Linked DNA regions of Mus musculus: all the other regions are linked to region 1. The links are chromatin contacts, called in public promoter capture Hi-C maps. All regions are on one chromosome and are shown on one strand. Each heading gives the region's core, a stretch centred on a gene start, on an enhancer-like site or on the middle of the called end of the contact. The rest is flanking DNA. Distances are from core to core; before and after follow the strand shown.

What was found. Promoter capture Hi-C pulls out the DNA fragments that hold promoters and counts their contacts. Capture Hi-C pulls out chosen DNA fragments and counts their contacts.
Region 2: a contact with region 1 is called in a promoter capture Hi-C map of embryonic stem cells, with 2.3 times the contacts expected there. The contact joins two enhancer-like sites. A contact is called at or near these places in 8 of 39 promoter capture datasets (the 3T3-L1 cell line, the SN4741 cell line, embryonic stem cells and 4 more).
Region 3: a contact with region 1 is called in a promoter capture Hi-C map of pancreatic islet, with 3 times the contacts expected there. The contact joins two enhancer-like sites. A contact is called at or near these places in 10 of 39 promoter capture datasets (the 3T3-L1 cell line, 3T3-L1-derived adipocytes, frontonasal cranial neural crest and 5 more) and 1 of 9 other capture datasets (pancreatic islet).
Region 4: a contact with region 1 is called in a promoter capture Hi-C map of pancreatic islet, with 3 times the contacts expected there. The contact joins two enhancer-like sites. A contact is called at or near these places in 8 of 39 promoter capture datasets (the 3T3-L1 cell line, 3T3-L1-derived adipocytes, the SN4741 cell line and 4 more), 5 of 484 Hi-C or Micro-C datasets (the HL-1 cell line, cerebellar granule neurons, cerebral cortex and 2 more) and 2 of 9 other capture datasets (adipose tissue and pancreatic islet).

Annotation. Positions count from the first base shown.
Region 1 is chr6:119,198,235-119,203,272 of GRCm38.p6, reverse strand. It overlaps Dcp1b (decapping mRNA 1B), which reads right to left. Exons shown (of 9, transcript NM_001033379.3): 4 at 4,279-4,345; 5 at 2,322-2,451. Among named protein-coding and RNA genes, the nearest start is that of Dcp1b, 26 kb to the right of the region's middle. Within about 2 kb of position 3,137, at least 15 of the 459 cell types and tissues checked have an H3K27ac peak or open chromatin away from gene starts, as enhancers often do. A contact at or near this core is called in embryonic stem cells, pancreatic islet and uterus, where this site is marked.
Region 2 is chr6:118,768,471-118,773,508 of GRCm38.p6, reverse strand. All of the region lies in intron 5 of Cacna1c (calcium channel, voltage-dependent, L type, alpha 1C subunit), which reads left to right. Among named protein-coding and RNA genes, the nearest start is that of 1700080F18Rik, 70 kb to the left of the region's middle. Within about 2 kb of position 2,883, at least 20 of the 459 cell types and tissues checked have an H3K27ac peak or open chromatin away from gene starts, as enhancers often do. A contact at or near this core is called in embryonic stem cells, where this site is marked.
Region 3 is chr6:118,862,077-118,867,114 of GRCm38.p6, reverse strand. All of the region lies in intron 3 of Cacna1c (calcium channel, voltage-dependent, L type, alpha 1C subunit), which reads left to right. Among named protein-coding and RNA genes, the nearest start is that of 4931430N09Rik, 16 kb to the left of the region's middle. Within about 2 kb of position 2,219, at least 12 of the 459 cell types and tissues checked have an H3K27ac peak or open chromatin away from gene starts, as enhancers often do. A contact at or near this core is called in pancreatic islet, where this site is marked.
Region 4 is chr6:118,934,107-118,939,144 of GRCm38.p6, reverse strand. All of the region lies in intron 3 of Cacna1c (calcium channel, voltage-dependent, L type, alpha 1C subunit), which reads left to right. Among named protein-coding and RNA genes, the nearest start is that of 4931430N09Rik, 56 kb to the right of the region's middle. Within about 2 kb of position 2,959, at least 26 of the 459 cell types and tissues checked have an H3K27ac peak or open chromatin away from gene starts, as enhancers often do. A contact at or near this core is called in pancreatic islet and uterus, where this site is marked.

The sequences.
Region 1 (5,038 bases), core at 1,888-4,387:
ATGACAACTGGGCCGATGGGCTGCAGCCAATCAGGGAGTAATACGTCCTAGGCGGAGGATAATTCTCCTTAAAAGGGACGGGGTTTTGCTTTCTCTCTCTTGCTTTCTTGTTCTTGTTCTTTTTCTCTCTCTTGCTCTGGCTCTTGCTCTCTTGCTCTCTGGCTCCTGAAGATGTAAGCAATAAAGCTTTTGCCGCAGAAGATTCCGGTTTGTTGTGTTCTTCCTGGCCGGCCGAAACGCGGGTAAGAGTGACTGTCAGAGGCTTGGGGCGCAGGCTACTGTGGGGATGTTCATAAGACACCAGACAGGGCAGGAGATTCAAAGGACCCACGCACACCACAGTGACTACAGCTAGTAACAGCATCTGTGAAAGGTGCTGAGAGTGCATTTTAAGTGTTCTCACCACAAGAATGCTAAGCACGTAAGGTAAGTATGTGTTCATTCCCTTCATGTAGTCACTCTACAACGTGTATGTATCAAAGCCTCGTGTTGTATGCCCTCATTTATACACATTTGACTTTTTAATTGAAATTTTAAAAATAATTTAAATACAAAACTGAACTCCCCACCAAATTCCACAGTCAAAAAGGATTCTAGAAATCTTTGTTTAATTCTTTTACAACATCTCCACTATGCCGCTTTAAACATGTCCAAAAATGGAGATGCCGTCCACAAGAATTCTAAGGAAAAAAAAAACTTGTGTGTTTTATTACTGTTTCCACTTCCCACTTCTTCATACCAGACCTATTTTACCAATGGTCTGCACACTGTCTGCATGCATCTAACATGCCTACATGCACAAAGGAGAGGTGACATGCACACAGGAGAGGTGACAACACAGGCGGGACTTATGCAGTACGACTGATGCTAACAGGAGAGCCTTCCATCCAGCTGTGGAGGTTGGGCGTGGCCCTGGTGATGATGGGTAGGAGATGGACTGTGAAAGGCTCACCTTGTTTGGATGAGTGCAAAAGGGGAGGAAAGGCAGGAAGGCACTTTCAGGAAGCAACACCAGTTTCCAATGCTTAGAAAATACCCCAAAGACCATGTGATGGAAAGTCTGAAGACCCCTAGAGCTCACTACCAAGAAGAATGCACAGAGGGAGTATTATCAGGTGACACCTATGAGAAGACTAGTGGGAGAAAGGGGCCCAGCCACCGGCCACCTGAGTTTAATGCCTGAAATCACCAATGACCTTAGCTTGTTCCCAGAACCCACAACCCACAGGGCTGAGGGACCTGACTTTTGAAAGCTGTCCTGACCTTTACATGTGAACTGTGGCTTGTTTGTGACTCTGTGTGTGTGTATATATATGTGCATACACACATGTATGCACTCCAGCACTCAATTAAATATCAGTGTCAGAGGCAGGTTTGGTGTCTGAGTCCTTTCAAAACAAGATAGCAATAGTTTATTTTTGGTAGACTTGGTCCACGCTGTCTCTGTCATTGTCACCATGACATCATGGATTATTACTTAACTCCACACCCAGCACTCTGTCTGCACTGCTGCTGGGCTCTCGTGACACTCTTGTAAGCTGGCTACAGTGCCCACTACATAGGATCCCATTTGCCCAGCAACCAGAACCATCTTCACAGAGCATCGCGAGCTTAGGAGGAGGTCACCCAGGGCAACAGAGGTGCTTACTGCTACTGGGTGCCAAGCATTTTGCAGCCTTTTCAGGGAGTCAGGAGTCTGTAGTTTTTATTTAACAAACCATGAACTAATTTTGCTATCTCTACTTAATACTTAGGATGCACACACACACACACACATACACACACACACACACCTCCTTAGCTAACATATATATGTTAGAACAGGGCATACACTTTTGTCTGTTCAAGTCTACTTTTATGCCTTTTGTTCTGATTTCTACTTTTTAAATTACCACAGCGCATGTGTGGAGTTCAGAAGAGGAGACCTTGTGGAACTTGGTTCTGCCCGTCTACCATGTGGATCCCAAGGATCAAACTCAGGCCATGAAGCTTGGTGGCAGGTGTCCTACCAAGCCATGTTGCTGGGCTCATGCTTTGAGTTATGAAATACTTCACTATGTAGTCCAGGCTAGTCTGAAACTCACCATCCTCCTGTTTCAGCTTCCCTAATTCTGGGATTACAGGCCTACCCACCAACAAAGACATGAATTTGGTTTACACGTTGCCACTCTAAGTCTAGGAGGCCCTCTAACTGGATACCATTTGTATGCAGGCCACTGATTTCTTAGGCTCCCTCTACATCCTGCTCTGTTGACTTCACCTGCTGCCGTCAGTGGTGGGCTTTGCCACCGTGGTATCCCCACGAGGAAGAGGAGACTCACCTTGGTGTACTCATCCTTGGCCTTGGTGAGCATCTGCAGGATATCTACTTCTTGGCCCTCTCCTGAGCTCAAGGTCACGGGGGAGGATCCGGCTCCATGACAGGCTTTCAACTGTTCGCTCTGAGTGAGGCTAGAAAAACGGGAAGCTGCGATTCAGGAAACTAAAGTCAAAAGCGATGCTATTTATCACTCCAACTCTCTCCCAAGGGTTTTCATCCCACTACAACCATCTTAGGACTGCTTAAGCATTTGAAACAGAAAATGAGAGAAGAGGTCCTGAGCCAACAGGCCACATATGCAAATCCAGGGTAGGACATCAGAAGCTCTGTCCTTTGGACTCTAGCCTGCTCCACCTGTTCTAATAAAGAGAATAACAAACACAGGCCTGCTCGTTGCTGGACAGAGCAGTCCTGGCTGCTTTTACACTACAGCCGCAGGGCGGCTGCTGACTGTGGAGGAAGCCTTACAGAACATTCAACAGGGAAGATCTCTATGGTACAGACTCCTTCCCTTCCAGAATGCTGTGAGGTCAAGCAAGGTGGGCTGTACCACCTCAGACCTTGGCGATTCAGAATCGAAAAGGTCCCATTCGAACACTGACCTCATGGTCCTAAATGCTACAGGGAAACATTTTTTTAAGTCCTTTTCTTTGTGTGCTTTGATTTTTCAGCTCAAATTCTTATGTTAACTATGCAGATACTGGTAAAGTATGACCTGCAAAGTTACCAACAGATTTCCTTCTAACTAGAGAATGCATCTGAATCCACACAGATCAACTGCTCCTTGCTATCTACAATCGGCTTCCTGCCTGAGGGGTGAGGCACGCACCAGGTTTACCATGACCTCTTGGCTGAGTTACAGGGTATTTTTTAATCCATATGAAATCCGGCTATTATTGTCCCTTGCACAATTTACAACACCATGAAATGTTTAAGGAACTAGTTGTTATGGTGGTAAATACCAGTTTGAACACACTTAATCACCATCTGGGACTTGAGCTGGTTGCCTAAAATTAGCTCTCACAAGCAGGAGTTTCAGGAGTCAATTTTATTTATAAAAATGTGTTCCCTGGTTTTTATTTCCTTGTGGGGGTCACTTCTTCATTCCATTGCCCTGGGATGTAGAAGCGAATACTGGTTCTTTGCAGGACGAGCATCACGTCCACATGGGGACTAGCTATCCTAAACAGAGACCCAGCCCCATTAGGAATTTGATTAATTCTGATGACCTTGGCTATTTGCATAAACAGCAGCCGACAGTGAGCAGCCAAGTCGGAACTGGTCAGAGCCCACCAATCAATCGCACCTGAGCCTCCTTGTGATCCAATTAAGGAAGCCAAAGTCAGAGAGTACCTCAGGAACAGCTTGAGAGAAAGAGACTAATAAGTCTAAGAGTAGTGGGGGGGGGGGAGATGGGGAGAGAGAGGTGATTGATTCTGTACCGACTGCTAAACTAACATGAACTGATTCGGACTTCCCCAGAGAGGGGGACTGAGGAGGATTCTAGGCCCTTGGTGTTTGAGGTGTATCTGGGAACTCTGAGTTACAAGCACAGTTTAGAAGGAAGTGGAGGGTATCAAAGGCTCTGGGCAGCCTTTCAGGGTGACCCTGCATGTTCATTTTACTGATGGACACATAACTTTCCATAGAAAATACTACTTATTTACAAATGAAGAAAATGCCAAAGAAAACCACCCCGCGGAACAGCTCACAGCACATGGAGAGAACAATAAGCCACAGAAGCTGAGTTTGCAGAGAGCAGGGCAAAACTGTTTCTCACTCTCTTCATATGCTAAGCAGTGACAGGGTCTGGGGGTGGGGTGGGGTGGGGTGGGGTGGGGGTGGGGTCGTGTGAGGATGACAGCTGAGAACCACTTCCTGCTAGTGTTGATTCACACATTTAGAAATACGAGCCACAGTGCCAGCTCCTAGGACACGATTGGCCTTTTAATACTTACTTTTTCATTAGTTTTGCAATTCTCTGGCACTCTTCCTTATCATAAAACCAAATTCCATAAATGGACACTGGGGAAAAACACATCAACAAGCCGTAAGCATCCTCAAAGCACACAATGGAAGGGAACCCCCTTTCCGTCTTACAGGAAAATCCGCAATAATCAGTCACAGTGAATTCATTCGAGTGATTATTAAATAGATGAAAGCAGTCATTGGAGTCAGAGCCAGGGCTACATGAGACCCCGTGCCAAAAGGAAAAGCATGTGCTGTTAGAAGCGCTGCTGAGCGGCCTACACCCTGAAGCCTGCTTCCCTGCCTCTACCCAACAGGCAGTTGGTGAGCGCTTCATAACCAAGCGGCTACAGATTGAAAATGAGATCAGGATGCTAAACTTCTTGGCTTTGAGACGTCATTGTTTCTATGTTCCATTTGCACATCTCACAAACACATTTCATCTTTATTCTTAAATATTCAGAACCTGATGCTCATCTCATGCCTGGAACCCTCCTTCCCTCTCCCTCTCCAAGGAACACGGTAACTGAAAAACTGGCTATGAGTTATTAGGATAGGAAACTAGAAAAATATAATTTTAATAATCAATTTCACTTTAAAATGTCTGTACAGAAAATTTACAAATGTTGGAAGGTTAGGTGTGACGATGGTGTAACCATTTAGCAAGGAACGGAAAAAATACCGTTGTGGTTGATTTTAACCATTTTCCAAGTAAGCTGTCTATTAAATTTAGTGTGTACCCAGCTCTAT
Region 2 (5,038 bases), core at 1,634-4,133, 430 kb after region 1:
TGGGACCCCCCCTCATCGATCACTAATTAAGAAACTGCTTTACAGCCCATCTTATGGAGGTGTTTTCTTAATTGAGCTTCCCTCCCCTCAGATAACTCTAGCTGTGTCAGGTTGACATAAACTAGCCAGCACACGCCTCATAAGATTCCCCTCTCCATGCCGTCACCTCTCTACAGTAGTGGGACCAGTGGCCTTCTCTCTGGGCCCACTGGCTTTTATCTCTCTGTGCACTGGGGAGTTCTGCATAGCTGACCCTCCCTGGTCTTGAACCTTTCATCACTTGGCATCCGAGACACTCTTCACGATTTACAGTCTCTTTGTTCACAGCCACATCTTTAGCTTCTACAGCGGTGGGTGAGTGTTGTAGCAAGTGTGGGCATCATTTTAGACTCTCATGCCGAATGCCATACAACATGGTAGGTAAGACAGCCTAGCTTCCCAGATGGGGCCCAGATGTGTATATGCTGCATTTACAGGTCTAGAGTCTGAACTCTCTGTTGCACTGGATCTCCACGGCAATTGTGTGAGCTCCAGCAATAGACAGATGTTGTATGTGATGTGTAAGGTGCAAGTTTCTTAGAAGAAAAAAGATTAATTAATTCCATGGTTTATGAAACTTGCAACTCTCAACTATGTGGGTACGTGGGCGAGGGGCCCCAAAAGTTGCTGCTGTTTTTAAACATATTTACGAAATGGAACTGGATTCTTGATTGGAGATTATGCAGGGAGAGGGAAGACTGTGAGCGCATAGGCCTGTGACTCATCAAGCAGCCGCTTTTAGACCTTACCTTATGGGAGAAGTTGCTGGCCAAGGTACAGACCTGAATCTGTGCTAAGTGTGTTCTCAAGGCTTCTGTAGTAGGAGAAAACACTCAGTAAACTGACACATAAAATAAAACCTAGAGATTCCGAAGAATATTTAGGTATCGCGTAAGGAGCACTGTAGTGAGGTGAGTAAGCTTTGGGGATACCGTACTTCCAGGAGTAGGGACCATGAGTCAGAAAGACTTCCTAGAGCAGGTAGAACTTGGACTGGATCTCAGGGGACAAACAAGGAGTGACTTTCCAGGACATTGCAAAGAGAAAGGACAGGGTGGTCCTGGAGATGTACATCAGAGGGATTAGGAGCCGATTATAGTAACAACCAGACTGACTGCCCCTGACGAAGTGCCATGTAATGGAAAGCTGTGGTTGCTTTGTACAGACTTTCCTTTGTGAGGCCTCTGATATTTCCCAGAAATATCATGTGGCACACATGATGTATGGAAGGATGAGCCATTCACAGCAAGATGTATGACACAGTATATATGAACAGTGAAGATTGAGAGCTGTGATCCAGAATTTACAATATATATGAAGTGGGTATGCTTGCTTATAGAACAATAAGCAATGGTCCTTCCCACATGACCCTCATGTGTGCTTCTAGAGAAGACCTCCCAAGGGTGTACTGAATCAAGGAAGACAGCAGATGGAGGTGTGATATCATCCTTTAGGTTCATGAGGCCTTTGATAAAACCTTGGAGCACCGTTGCTCTCATAGAAAAAGGCTGTGAGGGGCTGTCTCCATTCAAGAGGGGCACCAGCTAGGTTTCCTCCCATGATCACCTGGGAGCCAGCCACAACACCAGGCAGTGGGACACACTGGAGATAATGGGCCTTGTAGTTTATGGTGAAGAGGTAGGGGCAGACACAGAAGGAAGTGAACTTTTAGGCTCCCTATCTGCTTGGGTCACCAAGACATACTAGCCCTAGCCAGCTCATAAATCCATGTATAGACTAGCCCCACACTCAAGAAAAAAGCTGTAAGCAGTTGTCGAGAAGTGAACAGGGGGCAGACTGTTCATGCCTGTCTACCCCTGTGGCAAGGGGCAGCCAAGGACCAAGGTTCTTAGGGTTCTCAAGAGGGCAGCTATGAACAGCGTGGGCTTTCCTCCGTCCACAAGGGTGACTTCCCAAGCTCCTGTGCGTATCCCCTGGCCTGGTTTGCTTCAAGAATCCCCATGAAGGTCCTGATACTGATGTGGCTACCATGCAGAACCGTGGCTGCAGGGAGGAAAAGCTGCTCTGTCTCCTGACCTGACTGCAGACAGCCCTCTCCTGTGCCCTGATCTTCCTTAGCTCAGCATCTCTTATCTCCCTTCAGGGTTCTCCCGTGGCACAAGTCTTGCCCTAGCTCTGCTGCCCACAGTTTCTCTGTTTCCTGTTCAGGCTCAGTTTCTCTGTCTACAAACTAATAATGTGCACAGCACAGATAAGAGCAAGCCTTTTCCTGGTAGAGCCCTGCTCCCTTCCAGCAATAAAGTCTTGTAAGTCCACCCCTGGATACGCCACAGCATTTGTAAGAGAAAATGACCGAAAGGTCACAAAGTCAGGGAATTCATCCATGAGCATCCCGTGCCTTCTCAGCTCTGCCCATCATAGAGTTTTATAAGAAATAAATAACAGTATGTGACTAAGCTGGAGAAATCTGATTATTTGGTAGAGCAGGGTGAGAGAAAAGTATCAGTGACAAACAATACATGCCACCAACAGCAAAGTTAAATGTGCTGTGGCGTCCAGCCCTTGCCCAGTAATGAAAATACACCTTTCACTCGAGAACCAGGTAGCAGGTGATAACAGGACACGGTCCATTCAAAGCGGTGTACAGCCTCAAGGTAAGCTTTGCCGTCGAGAGCTGGATTCGGTGATTAACTAGCCCAATGGTCCAGGAAGCAGGGATATTACCCCTGATTTGTAGGCAGGAAGGATAGCCTCCAATGTGTCACCCGAAGGAATGCAGGGAGATGGGCGCTGAAGATTACGCAGTCCAGAAGGATGCTTAGGGCTGTCCCACAGACAGAACTGGCCGGAGAGAATGAGGCAGCTGATAGTCAGGGTGTGAGCACATTTGCATTTTACGAATTCCTGAACTCCTTGGGCTCTGAAGGATAATGAGAAATGGCTCTGTTGCTGCCCGTGGATTCAATGCTTAAGTTGGCCTGCAGGAGAGCAGGGTGTGGATTTGTGGCTGCAGTGGGCAAGCTACTTGACTCCTGTATTAGTCAGGGTTTTACTGCTGTGAACAGACACCATGACCAAGGCAAGTCTTATAAAAACAACATTTAATTGGGCCTGGCTTACAGGTTCAGAGGTTCAGTCCATTATCATCAAGGTGGGAACATGGCAGTATCCAGGCAGCCATGGCACAGGAGGAGCTGAGAATTCTATGTCTTCATCCAAAGGCTGCCAGGGGAAGACTGACTTCCAGGCAAGTAGGGTGAGGATCGTATACCCACACCCACAGTGACACACCCATTCCAACTAGGTCACACCTATTCCAACAAGGCCACACCTTCAGATGGTGCCACTCCCTGGTCCAAGGATAATACAAACCATCACAACTCCCGTTTGTCCAGGAGTCTTCTGCTCTCTTCTCTGTGAAATGAGAGAGTTAAACTATTTTAGCATTAGAATCCTGAGCTCTGTCGTTCAGTCTTTTGAAAATAGAAGACAGCGGTGGTCTATGAATTCTTCTTGAGACAGGAGTTTCCGAACTTAGGTAGTCATCTGCAAGGTGTGACCTTGTGCGCATCGCCCCAGTCGTTAACTCCTAGGATTGTAGCAATCAGACAGTTCAGAGGTGGGAAAGATGCCACATGATAAGTCAACAGGCATGATTAAGCACTGGCTGGGAATCGAGGACTGTGGCAGGTGGCATTCTAGCACAAAGGTCAGGTGAGATCCTTAAACCTCCTGAACTACATCTCCGTGACTCATCTCTGTGCCTGGCCCTTTCTTGGAAATCACAAACATGCGAAACAAACAGCCAAAAGCAAGATGTTTACTTAATTAGAACTAATGCTAATGACAAAGCCCACTCGGTCTAAGTGCCACAAAGGAAAAGGAAGAGAGAGTGAAATGAAAATACAGTTTAGGTATACATTCCAGGAAGTGGTCGGTGAGCAGAGCGTGCACTCCGTGTCTTTCTCGCCCTTGTTTCCACACCTGTCCAATCACTAACTAAACAGACAGCGGCACCACTGTTTAGGATGTGAGGAAAAGACTAGAGTCTCACAATCCCCATCCAAGGCATCCTGGTGACCCAGAGACTCCTTCTAAATCCCACCTATGAGGTCTCCACCACCTCAAAGGAAGACCATCCCAGGGCAGCAATGCATGCGCCTTTAGGATGTAGTCAAGGTTCACACTACACCAACTTTTCTGTGGTACAATTGGCAGTCATTGACATGAGCAGGTCTTACATATTTAGGCGCAAATATAGTACTCTTACACACTGTCTTGACAAGCTCCTGTCCTGTGGTTATACATATTTTATAATCACACCCCATATTACTGTTTTACAATCAAATGGCTCAAGTGGATTACAGAAACACAGTGTACCCGCTTACTTGTCGTTGCTGGCTCTCCTGATGTATACGCGAGTTCTGATGTCCCCAGACACTGTTGTCCACTCAGCTCTCATCCTTTATTCTGGGGTTCTCCGTGCGCACATGTTTGGCCATCATGTATTGTTCTACTGTCCTTAAAGCTTTGTTCAGTTTTTCCCCAATTCTTCCTTGGTCTGTGTTCCACAGATTGGATAATCTCCTTTGTCATTCCATCTCACCTGTCTTTGTTTGTTTTGTTTGCTTGTTTGTTTGTTTCCTCTGCACTGTTTCTAGCTTCATTGAGCTTATTCAGTGATTTTTTTTCTATTCAGACCAGTTGCTTTTTAATTACAGAGCTTTAATTGAGTTCCCTTGTATAGTTCCCACGTTCCTATGGTATGCTTCTGTTTTCTCTTTAATACAACACACTTGCTATTCACTAAATATGTTTGTGTGTGTGTGTGTGTGTGTGTGTGTGTGTGTGTGTGTGTGTGTGCGCGCGCGCGCGCATGCACATAACAACTATTTAAAATTATTTCGGGTGGTGGTGGTGCATGCCTTTAATCACAGCACTTGGGAGACAGAGGCAGGCAGATTTCTGAGTTGGAGGCCAGCCTGGTCTACATAGTGAGTTTCAGGAGAGCCAGGGCTACACAGAGAAACCCTGTCTC
Region 3 (5,038 bases), core at 970-3,469, 340 kb after region 1:
GTTGCCAGCACGTCTAAAATTACAAGCATTACCTTGCTGTAAGGCAGCTGCTATTTCTATACCCCAATAGAAGTCAATACTAGAGAGTGGAGCTACCCAGAAGCCAGGGGGTGGCGTGTTAGCTAGATGGATGCAAATAAAGCTGTTCCATTTCATGGCCCTCCTTGGGATGTGTCTAATTTGGGGGCCTGTGTTGTTTACTTCATCTTGTTTCTGGAAGAGGTTCTGCCTCCCCCCCCCCCCCCAAGTGACATCACTCTGAGGCACAAGGTTCCTTCTCAAGGTGAGCAATTCCCCTCTCCAGCTGTTCGTAGTGAGTAATTAGTGTAGAAAGAGGCTAATGACAAAATTACCTATTGGGCCGGGGTTTATGTGAACCAAAGGGAGGAAAGATCTCCGTTCACTTGCCGCATGTTTTATTTCCCCCCCCACCCCCCAAAAAAGAATCACAACAAAACCCCAGACTTTCCTGCTGCTGACTTAGCAGTCATGTCTGAATTTTCCTACCCAGCACTTCCTCCACTGGAGAAAAGATTGCAGCAGGTGGTTCCAGGAGAAGAAATGGTTCTCGGTTGTGTCCACTCCCCTTCCCCCACCCGCCACCCCATTTATATTTGACTCACATTTTTTTTTTTGCCATGTGATTACATCATTTTCTTTTCAGCCTCCTTACATCCCTTTCTGTCTGTTAGACCAAGAAACTGAGGCTAGGACGTACGGACTTGCCCAGGGCTGTGCCTAGTAAGCAGCAGTACTAGGAACTAGCTGGTACCCGGATCGCAGTACCCATAATCTTGGGCATTGATAACTAACACACATCCATCTTGTTGGAAGACAGAAACAGACGACAAGAAGAGATTTGAAAGTGGACCTTGCCAAGTTACAAGGTACTGGCTATTCTTGGCTTTCTCTAAGCTACACAATCCAACTTGGCCAGAAAACAGTGGATAGGGTGAGGGTGAGGGTGGCCAAACAGCACACTGCCCACAGGGCTGTCCCATAAGCTGACCTCTACCAAATGTTTAGAGTTCTATTAGAGTTTGTGACCATTTGGTTCCACTCCCACCCTGCCCCCAGCCCCCACTGCAAAACCCAGAGTGCCTCCATACTTGGTCATTGTCCCAGGGCCCTGAAGGCTGAATAGTTTGGCCAGGCCTCCTGCAGTCCCTGCCATTCCTATGTACTGCCTGCCTTCTGCTGTCTCCCCCTTTCCTCCCGCTCCTCAGAGAAAATAAGTCTGTAGTGGCCACTGGACTCCTTCCCATTTGTATTCGACTGACTGCCTTGCACCTTGCTTGCTTTCTCTCTCCTTGCCCCTGCTTGACTGGTTTTTCCTGCCATCCCTTTGAGAAGGGCCTTTTGCATCTCTTAAAAGTCTTTTCAAAGTGCATTTCTACTTAAGGTTAACTGAGGCCATTGTCACCAGGGGTTGCTGATGACCCACTGTCTCTCCTCCTGTTCCTTGTTCCTTGCCTTGATCTCAAAGTTCTTGTATCCCCTTCCATATTCTACAGTCCCATTGGTTGGATCCCATGTCAGCCTACCCTGCTGGTTGCTCCTGAAGTCTCTGGAGGCCCCAGTAATCATGCCTGCTTTCTGGTGGCCAGTGGGTAGACCTTCATGCTGGCAACTGTCCTTGTTGCCTAAGTGAGCACTCAGGAAGGTTTGGGGGCCTGTTGCTATGGAGACAATGGGGGTATCAGCTAGTACCTTTCTCAGGCATTCTTATGCAACCTGCCCTCTTTCCTGGATCGCGGGGATGCTACATGGAAGTTTCTTAAATTAATCCTGTCAAAATAGCTTTTGAATTCTTTCAAAGCGGGTCTCTTTTTTTTCCTCTTTCTTTTTTCTTTCTTTCTTTTTTTGTATATTGAGAGACACAAACTGTTCAAGAGAAGAATTGAGAACAAAGCACTCAGGCCTGGAGAGGAGTGGGAGAGCATTAGAAGACAAACGTGGAGCTGATTGACAGGTTTGAGAACAGGGCCTTGGATGGGAGGTCAGAGGGATTGAGAAGACTAATGGGGACTAGAGAAACATCTCAGGCCTGGGGGGAAGCAGGACCGTGGAGCCTGGTTAGGACAGGGAGAGTGGCTCGAAGCAGGAGCAGGAAGTAGGGCTGCTGTAAGAATTCTTCCTTCAGAGGCCGGGTGAGTAAGGTCATTATGACAACAGCAACGGTGTGTACGCTCCGACGGATGAGAGGCGGCCACACTTTCAGTTTTGAACAACAAATGAACAGATTAAGATCAGAGCAAGCACAAGTAAGAGAACAAATAGCAAGTCACCGACAGGAAGTAAATCTTCATCAAATCGGACTTACAAGCATCCAGCAGAAACTGGCTGGGGGAGCGGAGGCCGTCAAGTGGAGTTCCACGTCCAGCTCGATCTCAATGGATGAGCTTCCCAATTCTCTTTTCCACCACAGGCATCTTTATACCACGAGGCCAGCAGTAGCTTCCGCTGGAAATAGTTTGCACTCTAGCTGACATCAAGGGCGTACTGTCTTTAAAGACCTAACTGTTTGCTCTTTTCCCCTCTCCCTGTTGGAGAGCCAGGAGCCCAGCCTGATCTGGATCAGGGGAGTTTGAAAGAGACCAGGAAGAACATCCTTGCTCCCAGAGCTCACGCTTAACAAGCTTAAACAGCACGTGATAATTTACCTACACACACACACACACACACACACACACACACACACACACACCCCAAACCACAACAACAGCAGCAGCATGTTCTGGAGCACACAGCAAAATTGTTTTCTGTGTCTAGGGAGTTTACACATGCCTATAGTCATACTACTCTGAAGACGACTGAGGCAGGAGGATTTCAAGAGACCCAAGAGTTCAGGCCTGGAGAACATAGTAAGAGCCTGGTTTCCTTCCTTCCTTCCTTCCTTCCTTCCTTCCTTCCTTCCTTCCTTCCTTTCTTTCTTTCTTTCTTTCTTTCTTTCTTTCTTTCTTTCTTTCTCTCTTTCTTTCTAGAAGCCTAATTTAAGCTTCTGGCCCAGGCTTCATGGATCAGAATTCCTAGAAGAGAAACCAGGGGGCATATCTAAATCAATGAGAAATGCTATGATTTGGAACTTAGGGGTCCTCCACAGGTTCTAGTATTAGACACTCAGGGTTCACCATTGGGAGCTAATGGAACCTTTGAGAGGTGGAGCCTAGTGGGTGTTCAGTCACTGGATGTGTCCTTGAAGGGGGATGGTAGATTTTGGTCTCTCTTTACTCCATTTTGTTTCCTGTCCATCAGATGAGAGTGCCTCACACTTACTAAAACGTCTCACCATATAACCAAAAGATCTTGGACTAGAACTTCTAAAAGTATGGCCCAAATAAACCTTCCCTTTTGAAAGTTGACAATCATCCATCCACATCTGTTGTAGTGATAGGAAACTCCCTGACTCATGAACCAAGGGGCTAGCTGTGTGATGAGAGAAAGACTTCTCTACATGCCCCTTGCTGCCCATCCTGCACCTGGCAAGTTCTTCACCACCCAGAAACTCCTTCAAGAACACAGTCTACAGGAGTCCCATTGGCTCTATCTGGTGCCCTTGTTAGCTTGCAGGAATGAGCCCCAGATGGCCCAGAGCATCCCTGTGGCTCTAAGGAGCCCTTGTGTTTCTCCTTGACACGAGCACAAAACTGCTGGAGAGAAAAATACTCATTCGCACATTTCTGTGGGCACTGCCCTGCCTGTCACAGAAGCGTTGTGTAGTTTCAGATACTATAAGTGCTCATCAGTGTAATGGGCCAGAGCTGCAAGAACCTGGAAGTTGAGGGCTGGTGTCTCCTTAGAACCTGAACAGGGGACTTTACCTTTCCAGTTACTGCGACTCTTTCCTCTGGGAAAGAAGATGGCTGGAGTAGCTATCTCATAAATCCCGCCAGCTCTGTGTTTAGGGCAGAAGATCCCCTTAAAGCTCCCGAGAAGTGTGAAGTCAGCTTAGTGTCATTCTCATAGAGAATTGTTTAAACCTGTCTGTTTCCCTCCCTTCTCAGTCCCTGTCTGGGGAAGGCTGGGATGGATGTAGAAGATTCACTCACGTCCTCATTCTGGTTCACCTGGCTTAGGTAGGAATCTGCCGTCTACTGCATGGGTCCGTGCACGGCCTTTGTCACGACTTAGTGACACAAGCATGGATTCTGTACTTTGGCCTTGAGACGGTTCCCCGTGGGCTTTAGATGTGTTTCATGTTGATCAAAGAGAACTGGGCAGAAGGACAACAGGACTATGGAGGCGATCCTGACCTTGTTTGCATTTTCCTCATCGTGTTACCAGATGCCTGCAGCATTAAAGAAGAACAAAAGCTCCAAAGGCAGTTATTAAATTTGCTTCTGAGTCATTGGGGACCAGGCTCATTCTGGTATTTGGGGGGAAAAATTAAATTGTAGCATCAGAAAGATCCCTAGCTCTCTTTCCACCTTACCTTTCCTCAGGTGTGGAACCTTCTTGGATCACATTACTATTTAGATGAAAAACAAACAAACAAACAAACAAACAAAAAACAGCTCTTTTAGGCTTCAAGCTTAGATGCCTCTCCACCCATGAAGGACTGCTATATGTATGTACACCTTCAAGTACGTGCAAGAAGACTTTTGTGCCGTGGTATAATAAGCTTAGAGGAGACAGCCAGGAACCTGAAGTTCAATGGCCACGCTGCCCCCCCACTCCCACCCCCTGAGATGGTCTCCCTTGGAGCAGTTAAGTTATGGTTACTTGTGCTTTTATTTGCATAGTAAACTAATCCCTTCCTGATCCAGTAGGTTCAGGGAGGATCCCTTAGCTGGTGAGAGCCAAGGTAAAGCAAGGGCTGCCCTCCGGGCAGTGGTCACTCGGGACAGCACAGCCTGGAAGCGAGCCCAGGCTTTAGAGGTAGACAAGATGCAACAGACAGTGCTGCCTCAGATTAGCCATGACCTTGATCGAATGGAACAGACCCCTTGAATCTCAATGCATTCATTTGTAAATTAGAATAAAAGTCTCTGCCACATAGGCTGTGAATGATTTGAATATGAATTGGACTCCTTGGGTA
Region 4 (5,038 bases), core at 1,710-4,209, 260 kb after region 1:
GTTTTGTTTTGTTTTGTTTTTCTGAACTACCCATGGTTCCCCTCACTATCACCACCAACCAAGCCCTATCTACTCCCCAAGGGGAGATGTGGATGGGCTTGGTCATGGTGTGCTTCTTGGAGGCTCTTTGCTTCCCTGTGAATTTCTACAAGACCCTGTACTGTTTCACTTGCTGTCTGCCCTCTCTCTGTACCCTGCTCCGTGCAGTGATGGCATCAGAACTCCCACACTACATCTGGCAGTGTGAGGAGTTAAATGCCTCATCCCTGGGCTTCGTGGACAGAATAACAGTTTTCCAGATCTGCTACCAAAGAGCTCTAGAGCAGAGGCTGCTGGGAGAAATGGACAGGAAGGCGGGCACAATGGACGTGCCATCAGAGGCTCGGAGCCTCCTTTCCCCAGTGCAGCCGGCCTCGCTTTCCCCTTCTGTCTTTAGAATGAGTCTCTTAGGCGTGCTTTTTGGAGATGGCATTGAGCTGCTCGTTGCGTGACCATATGGTCTCATTATCCCGTACAAAACCTGGGTTGGAGCATTAGCAACTGGCAGGGGTCCGGAGTAATTAAACTAGGTTATTGATCCAGGGGCATGGAGCCCTTGGGCACACTCCAACCTTTGACACCTGCTCTTACCCCCTCTGCCTTCTCCACTATTCCAATAGTCCTCCAGACACACTTGCTACGTGGGGCTTGGTGTTTGAGGTCCATGCTTGCCAGAGTTGGATGTGGTTTTTATGTCCCTTCCCCCTTTGTGGAAGACATATTGGGGTCAGACAGAAGCAGGGGCTGTCGTGGTCTGGGAGTGAAAATAGACTTGGCTCTGTTGTGCTGAGTGAGAAACCTTGGGCCTGGCTTTCTATGAGGCAGAAGATTAAAAACAAGATCTTCCCACTTCAGTGAACATCACAAACACCCAGTAAGACACTGTGAAGCCCTTAGCAAAACGCGGAGTTAATGTGTTAAGAGACCTGAGATGGAGGGGGAGGCTGGGGAAGGGCAGGGGCTTGGAATCGGAGGGACCTGGGTCCCTCTGTCCCTGCAGGCTGTGACACGTGAGCTATGAACTTCTCATTCTTAGCTTCTCTTTGTGCATCTGTGTGCTGAGGGATAAAAACTAATGGGGCCAGTTCCTAAGACCCAGTAATGACAAGAGCGTCTATGAGTTTCAAATTCTTATTAGGTCTGTGGGCTGAGCTCTTTTCCTCTTGAAGCCTCTGGGGAGTGAAGGAGAATCTTCAGTGCTGTGTGGCTTTGTAGGATTTTTTTGTCTTCTTTTGCTTTGTATCGTATCTCTACAAGAGGGGGACTTCCAGTGGGCATTGTCTCTCGCCATGCTCTGAAGCCCGGCCTGTCCCCTGGCTGTGGGTACTTACAGGGAATTATGGTAGAAGTGGCCTGTGGGTTTGGCTGAGTTTCCTCCCGTCTGTTCACTCCCACAGCAAGCACATTAGGTGCAGGTTGCATGTGTCCAAACCAATCTGGGCTTCTGACTACTTACATAGGCATGGTAAGGTGTCGTGTGTGTGTGTGTGTGTGTGTGTGATGCACACATGTAAAAGCACAGAGCTGAAGAAGCTTGCAGTCATTTTAGTGCACCTGTAGTGTATCTGTGACCAGCTAGAGTTCAGAAATGGAACTTTCTGCTTGTGGCCTCATGGTGGTTCTCAAAACCCTTTTGGCTTTTGGGCCATCTCAGGTCTCCAGAGTTTGTATTACAGATGCTCAACCTGTATATCTGATCCCTATCCTTGGCAGGGCTGATACTTGCTGTCTCAATAAACCCATAAGTTGAATAGTGTAACTCCTTCAACACAGCCCACAGACAGCATTGCATTGCCCATTGTACAGATGAGAAACTGAGACTTAGTCTGGGGGTTGGGGGAAGGAACCAGAATGAATGTTTAGCTCTGGTCTGGGCTTGAGGCTAAGTCCAGGGGAAGAAACTAAACCATAAAAGGGGACACCCATTGTCCTGGAACTCTTTTGTCCAGGGTCTGTAGAGAATGCTTGGAGCCCGTTTTCCCTCTCCCACTGAGGAGGAGGAGTAGGAGAGGGAGGAAGGAGAAGGGGGCGAGAATGTCTCTAACTTTGGGATTCTTGCAGTGTGACTTGTTTAAGAGCACTGCCTACTTTGTGACCAGGAGGAAATCTCATCCTATGGCTGCCCTGCTTCTCTGGCAGACTATTCCTTTGGTCTCAGATCACTGCCATATATCTGACACGGTTCAGGTTTATTGCATGTAAAGTGATGAGAGGGTTTTTTAAAGATAGGAGGTTTGTGCCCTCTCACATCATTGATGGGTAAAAAGGAGCAGGTTTTTAGGATCTTTGGGTCTCTGCTGGAATGGTAACGATATGGGCCTCCATTTTTGAACAGCGTATGTGTTTTCTAAGGACCCGTTTGTTTTCCTCTGTCACTGAACCTTGATATGCTCCAAAATTTCTCAATCATATGGTTTCTGGAGAGGGAGATGCTGGGAAGGGGTTGACTTGCTTCCTCTGAAGAGTCAGCTTTCAAGGATATGGCTGGGGTGAACAGAGGCAGAGCCAAAAGCAGGCTGAGAAGCCTGGGGTTCTGGCAGGGTTCATATTCCTAGGATCAAAGCTCAGAGCTCTTGATTGATGCTGATCCTCTCATAGGTGGCCCCAGCAGCCTTGGTTCCAGAGGATGTGTGGCTTCCTATCCTACACTTTGAGTGGCTGCATAGAAGATGCCCCTGGGCAGTCTGGGGAATGTAGGAGACCTTGTGTTTGAAGGGGGATTATCAAGGGAACACTCATGGAGTCTGTTGTCTTGGGAGGGTTCCACCATGGCCTCTCTTCCTGTGAGTGTCCTGGGTAGTGGGCCAGTAGAGTTGTGGGCAGCTAGGGAAGGCTGCAGTGAGGACTTCCAGGGCTGGAGGTTGCTAGGCAGTGAGGAGGTTTCCCAGGGAGATTGTGGATAGAAACACCATCTGCTAAAGATGATTTAGTTCCGGAAGAGGCAAGGGAAAGAACGGAATGGTCCTTGCTGTCCCACTCAATCTTACACTGCACATTCGTGCTGAGTATTCTGGCCAAACTTCAGCTAGGCAGATCTGAGGGTCCTGTAAATAAATGGTCTAGGTGTTCCAGCCCTAGCCTTCTCTTGGCTGTCCTGGTGGCATGTGCTGAAAGCTCCTGTGTTGAGCAAGGGCGATAGATATATGACTAATCACTTAGGCTTTATCGAAACACCAACAGTTGCAAAATGCCTCCACCTCTACACAGGGAAGGGTGAACAATGAGAAAAATGACTTCAATACAAGAAACACATTCTGTGGAGGGTGAATCCAAAAATCAGGGAGGGAACAGTGGGGATCAGGATGTCATGTACAGACTGGCTGAAACAAATCAGCTAGACTAGCTCTGCCCCATGCTACCATCCACATGGGAACCTTAGGAGTCAGTAGGCTGCTGGTGGCCCCGTGCCAGTGAAGTCCCTGGCTTTGACTGCGGGGAGAGCAGTTCTGAGTGCCTGGTTTCTGGATCTGGAAACACACTCAGCCCTCTAGGACAGAGGATGTTGGGCAGATATTTTGAGATGTGGTGTCTTTTTAGGAGATGGTCAGTCACCCGGTACTTCCCTACCTAGACTCCTAGCTAAACGTCATACTGAACATCTGCATCTAGTGTCCAATTGGTGTCACAAGAAGATGCATTATCTATGCAGCTGAGGAATCAAAGGGCATCTTTGCAGAGAATAAAGAAAGCAAAGACGACAGGAGGTGCCATTTTGCACGGACATCATTACCATCCCAAGGTCCAAAGGCACAAGGACAGAAAACCATGCTTCTGGTATTTTATGAGAACAGGATAAGAAGGAGGGACCATAAGGTGAAAACTTTGGTTGTTGTTCAGAACTTAACACCAAATTAGTGCGTGTCATGTTCAGTATAGCTTCTCATTGCTCAAACAGAATCCAGAGTATCGAGGGACCACACCAATGTTGATAGACCACAGACCAAGGAGGGGAAAAGAGGCAAGTGCGTGCTAGGCTGGCAAGATTGTGTTGATTTAATCTAAACCCCTCTAGAAAGTGCATCCTGAGATGGAGTGCTCCCCACTTCCAAATTATTCTGTTTTCAGGCTTTCCCTGTGTGCTTGCAAAACATACTGAACAAATCATCCGGGCCTCAGAAAAGTCTTCATGGCATTAGTTCTCTGAGACCACAGCCTTCTGAGGGCAGAGACAGAGCCACTTACTGCCCGCTATTGTGAGGGACCTTAACCCCCTCTCCCCCCCCTCCATCAGCTTCTGCGGTGCTCAGAGATCTCAGGGCCTGTGACCTCCTTGAAAGCCCTCAGGCTGGCTTATTGGCACAGCTGGCGGTCTTGTCACATGACCTGAGTCTCTGGTGAGAGAATAGGAGAGACCGTGAGGAAATGAGGGAGGAACACTCAAGGCTGATGAAGGGCTTTATACAGGAAGTCATAGTCCTGAAGGACCCGAGGCTGAGGACTGTGGGAGCAGGGGCAGCTGGCACATCGCTGGACTTTCCTTGGGCTAAGGAGAGCCATGGATCTGCAGGATCAGGCAGGGCTCCTCATCTCCTAAGGCCTTTCATCCTGGTGCCATGGTGTCTCTTGTCGTCAACTGCAGATCTGCAGGTGTTCTTCCCCTTCCCCCACCAGGAAGTCCCAGTCCACTCAAGAAGAGCAGGTGACATCGTTAGCATGCTTGAGAGACTGGCATTGCCAGCGAGTGGGGGTTGCTGGCAGAGTGAGAACCAGATGCTTGCTTGGTGGCTTACTGCTCACTCTCCAGGCGCTGGGCCCCATGTTCAGGACAGACTCTGTGCTTTTGTCCATCCCTTCCTCTTCCAGCAGGACCAGAAGAGGGACATGTGTTTACCATGTTGCTCTCAACAGATCATGTCAGGGGAAGAACACTCCTTAAGAAGGAAATCTCCTAAGAGAAGTGTCAGCCCGGAGCAGCCACTTCATAGTGTAATTTATTCAACATCTAAGACCTTTGGTTTCTCAGCCTCCAGGTAGGGAGAGGAGGAGTATCTGCAGGAGG